2 separate regions of the Hordeum vulgare genome follow, and region 1 is linked to region 2. The links are chromatin contacts, called in public Hi-C maps. All regions are on one chromosome and are shown on one strand. The core of a region is the stretch at or near the end of the contact, and the rest is flanking DNA. Distances in the headings are between cores, read along the strand shown.

Region 1 (4,249 bases), core at 1,636-4,135, 700 kb before region 2:
TTTTGATAAACCAGCCAGTTTAGGTTTTGCACAGCCAGGGGACATCTTATCGGCGGCACAAGTACCTTGTGTATGGTAGAAGCTGGGTGTTGCTGGCAGCATTACTTACGCCGTTAAAAATCTGTGTTGTGTTTATTATTTGCCGACTGCTAACTAGAGAAGTAGGCTAGATGACATGAACATGCATATACTGTCATTGATCGGGTGGCTCTAAAATCGCTCAAGGATGGCGGTGCATAGGCACTTTTGCCGGTTGGTGTAGAGTTTGAGGAACACCTGTCACGGGCATCGGCGGTGCCATTAGAGGATACCTGGTTCAGTTGTCCGTGAAAGAAGAAGAAGAAGGTATGGGGAGGGCAACATCTTTCGAGTCGAGTCGAATACATTCTTTGGACGGTAGATCAGATGTATCCGTTGGTTTACTCGGAGGGGGTTAATTATATTGAACTAATTATTTGCACGGAAGGACAAACCTATACTCCAGTCTCAATGCCAACATATTTGATATTTCCTATTCTAGTTGTTTTATGCTCCTGAACACCTTCATTTTCTCTTGGCAGATGGACTCGCCTCTTCTTTCAATGGCGAGACCACCGCTGTGCGTGCCTTGTTCAACCTCGCTGGAGCACGTCATTGATCTCCTCCTGAGAGAGAAGTGCGAGCTGGTGGTTGTGGTGAAAAGCGGCAACATGTATGAAGGCAGTTACACATCCAGCTCAAGGCCAGTGGGCATTTTCTCCCTCGGTATCCTGTCGGAGGCCACCGCCAACACGGCAAACACACACGTCGACGAGAGCGTCTCCGGTGGTTGAGTAGGCGTGGTTCTTCTTGCGTTGTTCTCCATGGCTCGTCATCAGTGTGCTTAATGTTGTACGGGCATGTACAATGACGACATATGGATACATATGTTCCATGAGAAAAAAATAGGTTGAGACATCTATATTAATTTTTTTTCTTCAATGCAAGCTATCATTAGTGAGCCTCATCAAAGAAAATAAAATACTCCCTCCGTTCCTAAATATAAGACCTTTTAGAGATTGCACTATAAACTACGTACGGATGTACATAGACATATTTTAGAGTATATATTCATTCATTTTGCTTCGTATGTAGTCTTCTAATGAAATCTCTAAAATGTCTTATATTTTAGAACGGAGGGAGTAAAAGATTTCGGTACACATGCATCTCTACTTTCTATTCTTACCTAGTTACCTTTTTTTTTTTTTTTTTGCATCGGTCCATACCTTTTCTTCTCAATCACCTGCCTCCTGTTGAGAATCTCGTTACACCATCCGAACCTTTTGATCTTACATGGCATCATGGCGAGACTATGCATTACCCGTGCTGTACTAGCGAGAAGTCGTTTTCGCGCTGTCCATGTCGCGGAAAGTTTTACCGTGGCAAATCTGGTGAGCTGACCCTACCGCTCTGTGCGAGTGATGTAACCTGTGATACATATACACGCAGCAAAGGCAAAAATGTCAGTGGACCTGAAATTCTCATCCGATGTCTCTGGACTGGTGATGCAGCACGGCGGTCCCGGCTTGTGTTTACTCGCATCTTTGTCCAGTACACATCACCAATAATTAGAAAGAAGAGCATTGCTATACTGGTGCATCCCGATCCCGTAGGTCCAGCAAATTATTTTCTTCAACTTCCCGTAGGTCTAGGCGTCTAGCAGCATCTTGTGTGTGGGAAAGATCCTAGCTAGGTCTGCCTGGCTGTTGTTACCTCGAGTACTTACCTTTGTCCAGGTTTAGATCCGGACGGGGAACCAAGAGGAAGAGAATGACACGTGGGTACTCCTATTATCGACTGAGATCCTCACACAGCGGCTTTATTGTCATGTACTCCGAGTCTCTGATCTTGCATTGAAGGCCTGACTTGAGGCTGACATGTGTCCCAAGTCAACGGATGAACAGAGCCGTTGGGCAGTAACTTTATCGCTTCATGCTCTTTGGGCAGAGCGTACGGTTCACTCCGTTGGGATAGCAGCAACTATACACGAAGTGTTCCGTCCCTATGTTCCGTGGTGATATAGTTACAAGTTATTCATCCGTTCGTAAATACTCCCTCCGTTTTTAAATATAAGATCTTTTAATTCTTTTTACTATAAATTATATATAGATGTATATAGACATATTTTAAAGTGTAGATTCATTTATTTTGTTCTGTATGTACTCCTTCCGTTCCTAAATATAAGATCTTTTAGAAATTATACTATAAACTACATACGGATGTACATAGATATATTTTAAAATATAGATTCACTCATTTTGCTCTGTATGTAGTCTTCTAGTGAAATACCTAAAAGGTCTTATATTTTGGAACGGAGGGAGTAGTCTATAGTAATTTTTTTAAAAGATATTATATTTAAAAACGAAGAAGTATAAGTCTTTATAAAGATTTTACTAGGGGCTACATACGAGGTAAAATAAATAAATATATACACTAAAATTTGTCTATATACATCTGCATGTAGTTCTCTAGTAAAATCTTTTAAAAGACTTACATTTAAAAACGAAAGAAGTACAACATGTAGGCGCGGGCCAACCACTGGTTTATAGAGTCTGCTATAGACATGGTTTTTGTTTTTGGGGAGGAGGTAGTTTCCCCCGAACCCGTGGCGCACATACGCGCCGCTAGTTTATGCATGCATGGAGTGTGCTAGTTACAAGATATGATATGAAGCTCAAGGTGGAAAGCGTTGTAGTAGTAGTAAAAACAATGGAGCGCGTACTGTATCTTGCCGGAGGAACGTTAACGGCGGCACGTAAGCTTTTGCGCAACAACCCGGCCTAAGTAACCATCTCACCCGCTCTCGCCGAGGCCAGCAGCTCAGGTCCACAGCCTGTACGCCTGCCCACTGCGTACATGCGTACGCCCACCGCAGCCCCACCGGTCGCATGCAACTTGCAAGGTCGTTCGGTCGAGTCGAGCGTCGTCGCCTGCTCCTGTATCGCGCGCCTCACAAGGCAAGCTCGGTGGCGCGGCTGCCGCCGTCAGACACACGGTCGACGACGTCTTAGCAGTAATAGGAGACATGGATACGTGCGCTGGCTTTCCTTCCATCTGTGCACGCGGTCGGATGCGTTTACTGCTACGTGATTATAGCGCTTGGGTCCCGCACGCCCCCGACTGGCGCAGACTAAAATAACTGTTTCAATTAAGCCAGTATAAAGTTGTACTAAATTTAAACCATTTATTTTGGGACGGAGGAAGTATATGTTTGGTCTTTAAGAAAAATAATATGCAATGCATTTTGAAACATAGGTAGTATAGCAATTACTCCCTTCATTCCTAAATACTCCCTCGTCCGAAAATAGTTATCACAGGAATGGATGCATTTAAATATATTTTAGTTCTAGATACATCTATTTTTATAAATTCGCGCGACAAGTATTTTTGAATGGAGGGAGTATAATTCTTTTTAGAGGTTCCACTAATGGACTACATATAAATGTATATAGACATATTTTAGAGTGTAGATTTACTTATTTTGCTTCGTATGTAGTCCCCTAGTGAAATATCTAAAAAAACATATATTTAAAAACGGAGGGAGTACTAGATATTATACGCCAATGGCATAAATTCCATATTAATACACAATGTAAATTGTTGGTTGCACCGTAGGGAAGGATTACATATTTGTAACGTATCATGGTTGCAAAGATATCCTTCAGTAAGTTTGACCGAGCCAAAGAAATTCCTTAGGATTTCATGCAATGTAGTCCATACATAAAATTCATTTGGGTTACAATTGTACAAATAAACTTGTGTGCTACACACTGAAAAGTTAGCGCCATAGCTGTAAATAATGTTATCAATCTAGTTAACTAGTACTACCTATAGATCACTAAAGTAGAGATCGAAATGATTTTATATTACTTTACATACGGAGTACTTTTTATAACATGTATTACATGGATGTGGAGTATTTGAGCTCGAGCTTAAATGTACCCACATGAACAGTAAAGTGGAAAAAAAAGAAAAATAATTCAAAAAATTCTGGTTTTTTTTGGTGAACTTTGACAGTGATTGCAAATTTTCATCATGAGATCACATTCGAGGAAGGCGTGACAAAAAAACAATGCTTTAAAAGTGCTACTTTCGAAAGCACTTTGGAACACTGATTTTGTTTTTTTTTGCCACTCATTCTACGAATGCGATCTCATGATGGAAATTTTCAAGCACTTAGAATATTCGTCAAAGTTTACCACAAAAAAAATTATTTTTTTTTGATTTTTTT
Region 2 (4,059 bases), core at 788-3,287:
TTTCAAATAATCTGGCACGGGTACATATTTTTGCCAATTGATATATTTTGATAAAGGGCACTTTTATTGACTCACAATGTAGCATCAAGGGGTACAATCATAATGAGTACCCATCCAACCTTTACATAACAAGGATGCACACAACCAATACGAACACACGCATAAAGATCACGCTAGCAAAAAAAAAACAACGTCATAGAAGACCAAGCTTTGCATAGGCGGATGAACAAAAGCAAAATGTGTTCCCAAAGCTTTACCAATTCATATTTAACTATAATCAATTAATGGGGCAAAAAGAGAATGTACCATTGTCGTCCTTAAAAGATCTGTCGCATGGCCTCGCAAAAAAGAAAAAGATTTGTCGCAGGGTCGGCGATGTGCTAATAATTCCACCATTCTGTGAAAGTCCGGTAGCCTTTCAAGTCTGATTGTTTTGTGCTTGTCTCTACAGCACTTATGTTCAGGCTAACTGTAAAGAAGTCATGGAGAGTGTATACTCTTTAGTGCCTGTGAGGGTGTGCTATCAATTTCATAGATGTGGATGCAACAAGATATGTATGTTCAATTTATTTATTGAAAGTATAGTAAGCCAAATAAACAAGTATTAAAAATTGGCTAAACAAAACTGATTACCATAATACAGTAATCATTTGATTATGATATATATTTATCCGCAACCAGAAGAGATGGATGTTTCGATGTGGACATCAACATACAGAAGAATTGGCTTTTCAAAAAAGACATACAGAAGAATTTATTGGGATTTTATTCCAAGCTGCCTTTTCCTCTTCCACAAGCTTTTCCCTTCTGCAACATCAGCACAACCACCTGTTAACCTCCCCATCACTTCAAATTATTACAGTTATTCAGTTGGTATCACTATCCCAATAACGACAGAGGAAGGTAATAAGTCACGTGTTTTATGCACGGTACAGAACAAGCAGCAGCAGCGACAGGGGGATCCTATCCTATTGGAAGGCCGACTGGACCACACACCTACAGAGAACCACCCACAGATTTGCTTTACAAGAATTATTGATGAGCCTTAGCTATCTGTAGGCTATGATGCTACGCCTGCAGCTGCTTCGCTGCATGGCTTGTACTGCATGTGTCCATGTCTCGCCTAGTAATATGCTATTTTCATCCTTGTAACAATTAGGCAGTAACTTTGTAACATACCGCATGCGGCCATTCTGCAGCAGTGCATCTCATCATAAATATTTGCCTTGCTCATGAGTACGTAGGAGTATATAGTAAATAGTAAATACTACTAAACCGTGACCCAGAAACAAAAAAAGCTAGCAAAAGAACACAAGGAAGAAGAAGCTCTATGCAAGGTTTAATTCTCGACACAAAATGAGAAAGACATCACACGAACTGAAGTAGGAATTAATAAGGCGAATCGACAATAAGTTTGCAGTGACAAGAACCTCTCGATCCAGTAATATCAGAGCTTGAGAGACAGATCGATCTCCTCGGTGATGAGGTCCCGGCGAGCTGTCTCCGGCGACGACGCCCTCCTGTGCGAAGAGCTCCCCGCGGCATTGCTGGTCGGGTCCTTCCCTCTCCTGCTGGCCTCCTCGCCAGCGCCGACCAGGCCCGCGTGGCCGTGGCGGCGCGCGGCGGCCAGCTCCCGCGTGCGTTTGGCGACGCTGCGCTCGAACTTGTGGGCGTTCTGGTGGCCGCCCAGCGCTTGGGAGGAGTAGAACTTCTTGTCGCAGTAGGTGCAGGTGAAGTAGCCAAGCGGCTCCGGTGACGATGCCCGATGCAGGGAGAGGTTGAGGTCGATGTCGCCCTCTCCCTCGCCGCCGTTGAACTCCATACGGCGACCGGCCGGCGGACGGTAAAGGCGCAAAGGTGGTGCAAACTAACTAGCTAGCTAGTTAGTTTGTGTACTCTGGTTGTCTGGGATAATTGATGTGTACAGCGGTGCCCCCAATTTGCCCACAACACAACCCTAGAAGGGAGTAGAGAGCAGGAGAGGAACTAGGTGTTCGAGAGTAGTATTGTACGCTTGTTCCAAGGAACACACGTACTGTGCAGGATCTATCAGGGTGAGAAAGAGGAAAACGATGAAAGGGACAAGAGATTTCATGTACCGACGGATCTGCCAGTAAACGGATAGGATTGCACGCCAGCAGATTGGGGTACTGCTGTCCGCTGGATATTGGACCGAAAGCTGTGGACCTATGACAGAGAAAGAACTGTTCACTGACTGGTCTGACCGTCACCATTTGCCCCGGAGCTCGCTCAAGTATCCGCAATATTCACGTGAGAGTTTTACCGCCACAAATCAATCAAATGGTTAGAAAGATTGCAAAAAAAAAGGTTGTTAATGTAAGAAATAAAACATTGAAAGCTTTTTTCCTCCTCCACAAGAGAAGACCTTAGGCATTCCTTCTCCTCCCATCGGCGACGCCACTGATCTGTACCATCTCTGATGGCCTTTGGGCCATGAAAGTGCGGAGGACGTCCTTATCCCATTAGCATGAGGGACTCCATTCTCGTCCTTGTTAGGTTCACAATTCAATTGGAACTTTGTGATGACGGCAATGTCCTTTGGTAGGCATAATGTCTCACATCTTCTATCTTCGTCTCGATGTTGCGCCTAGCATGGTCCAAGGACGAGTGGACTTCTGTCTCCGTCGGATCTCGTGGGATTTAGTCGGTGCTGGTCTTCGATGGGTCTATTTGGATCATGTCTTTTCTTAGGTGCATACAGGTTCGATCCTTCTAATCTACGATTTATTTCCCCGAGAATGGTTGTTCCTCTGGTCCACTAGCTCTATGGGGTTTTAGCACGACGACTTATCAATTGTCTATTATAATAAGGTTTGCCTGGGTCCAGTCAAGAGGTCAAGCGATGATGGCGGTGTGGCTTCCGCTCGCCTCACTGCGTGTAACCTCGCTAAATAGTGTTTTTTAACTACCATGCTTGATTTGAATAGGCCAGAAGTTTCTGCATATAAAGAGAAATAATGTTGAGGGTTTGTTTCAAAGAGAGTGGTTTTTGTGCACCCAAGCACATTGCACCCCCGTTCAAAAAACAAATGAAACTTGATGGATGTGATTATGACCAAATATTTTAGGTGCTTGCAAAATTTGGTGGCGAAATAACATCCAAGGAAATTTGTATAAAGAAACAATTTTTTTCTCAAAACATGTGAATAATATCATAGGCGCAGAGCATCATTTGTATTTCGTTCTGTATGGAGATCATTTGATGTTTTTGGTGACCAAACTTTGTAGGCTCCTAAAACATTTGCTCAATATCCCATCCACCAAGTTTCAGAATTTTTTATTTGTTTTCAATTTATTTTTTGAATTTACTGTTCACTATGTGGGTGCGTCGGAGGTGGGTGCAGCCACTACTTTCCCTTGTTTCTAATAAGTCTTGTCATCGCCGGTCTAACCATTGATAGCTAAGCATCCCTCTATTTTATTTCTTTTTCTTGGATGTTGGATACACAATGTAATTCCGAGACACTAGACGTACTTTTGATGCTAAAAATTGACACAATCATAAAAAGTAGCTTAAGCTATATCAATATTAATTCAAAGATTGGAAGTCACCATTAGATGGACCTCTTCGTGAAGATCAAGATACATATGAAGATGGCTCTAAACACAACTCGGATGCAAAATTTATGACAAATCCAGTGAAGTGTATGTTCACATCAGATTATGGAAGCAAGAAAACCCAATTAAGATGGCATCAAATGGAAAAGTGTTCAACATGGAAAAGTTCGGTATCATTTAAACAAACAATATTTGGATAATCTCAATCTGAGGCGGTATGCAACGTTTGGAGCCGAAATAAGGCCATGGACAAAAGTTGTAGTCACTTCAAACATATCGATTGGAATTGACTTTGTAGACCGAGGGATGTTAGATAATTTTCATAGAGCACCGAGTTCATTCTGTGAGACCGAACAAACCCCATTCGGAAATTCAGAATAGAATATGAAAGAATACATAGTGTTGGCAACATTCACTCGGTAGGACCGAATGAAACCATTGGGGCTTCGAATGGATCGGGAATGTTACACAAGATTCATG

The links. A called contact is a pair of places that touch in the nucleus more often than the background predicts.
Region 1: a Hi-C map of leaf shows a contact between it and region 2, with 4 times the contacts expected there. The contact joins the enhancer-like site here to the promoter of LOC123398119 in region 2. A contact is called at or near these places in 2 of 6 Hi-C or Micro-C datasets (both in leaf).

What each region holds. Positions count from the first base shown.
Region 1 is chr5H:438,385,732-438,389,980 of MorexV3_pseudomolecules_assembly, reverse strand. It overlaps LOC123397821 (pentatricopeptide repeat-containing protein At5g10690), which reads left to right. Exons shown (of 12, transcript XM_045092353.1): 12 at 561-979. The coding sequence ends at 812. Among protein-coding and RNA genes, the nearest start is that of LOC123397821, 16 kb to the left of the region's middle. Within about 2 kb of position 2,885, at least 2 of the 3 cell types and tissues checked have open chromatin away from gene starts, as enhancers often do. A contact at or near this core is called in leaf, where this site is marked.
Region 2 is chr5H:437,680,418-437,684,476 of MorexV3_pseudomolecules_assembly, reverse strand. It overlaps LOC123398119 (zinc finger protein 2-like), which reads right to left and starts at 2,037. Exons shown (of 2, transcript XM_045092624.1): 1 at 1,431-2,037; 2 at 676-807. The coding sequence starts at 1,822. The coding sequence ends at 1,448.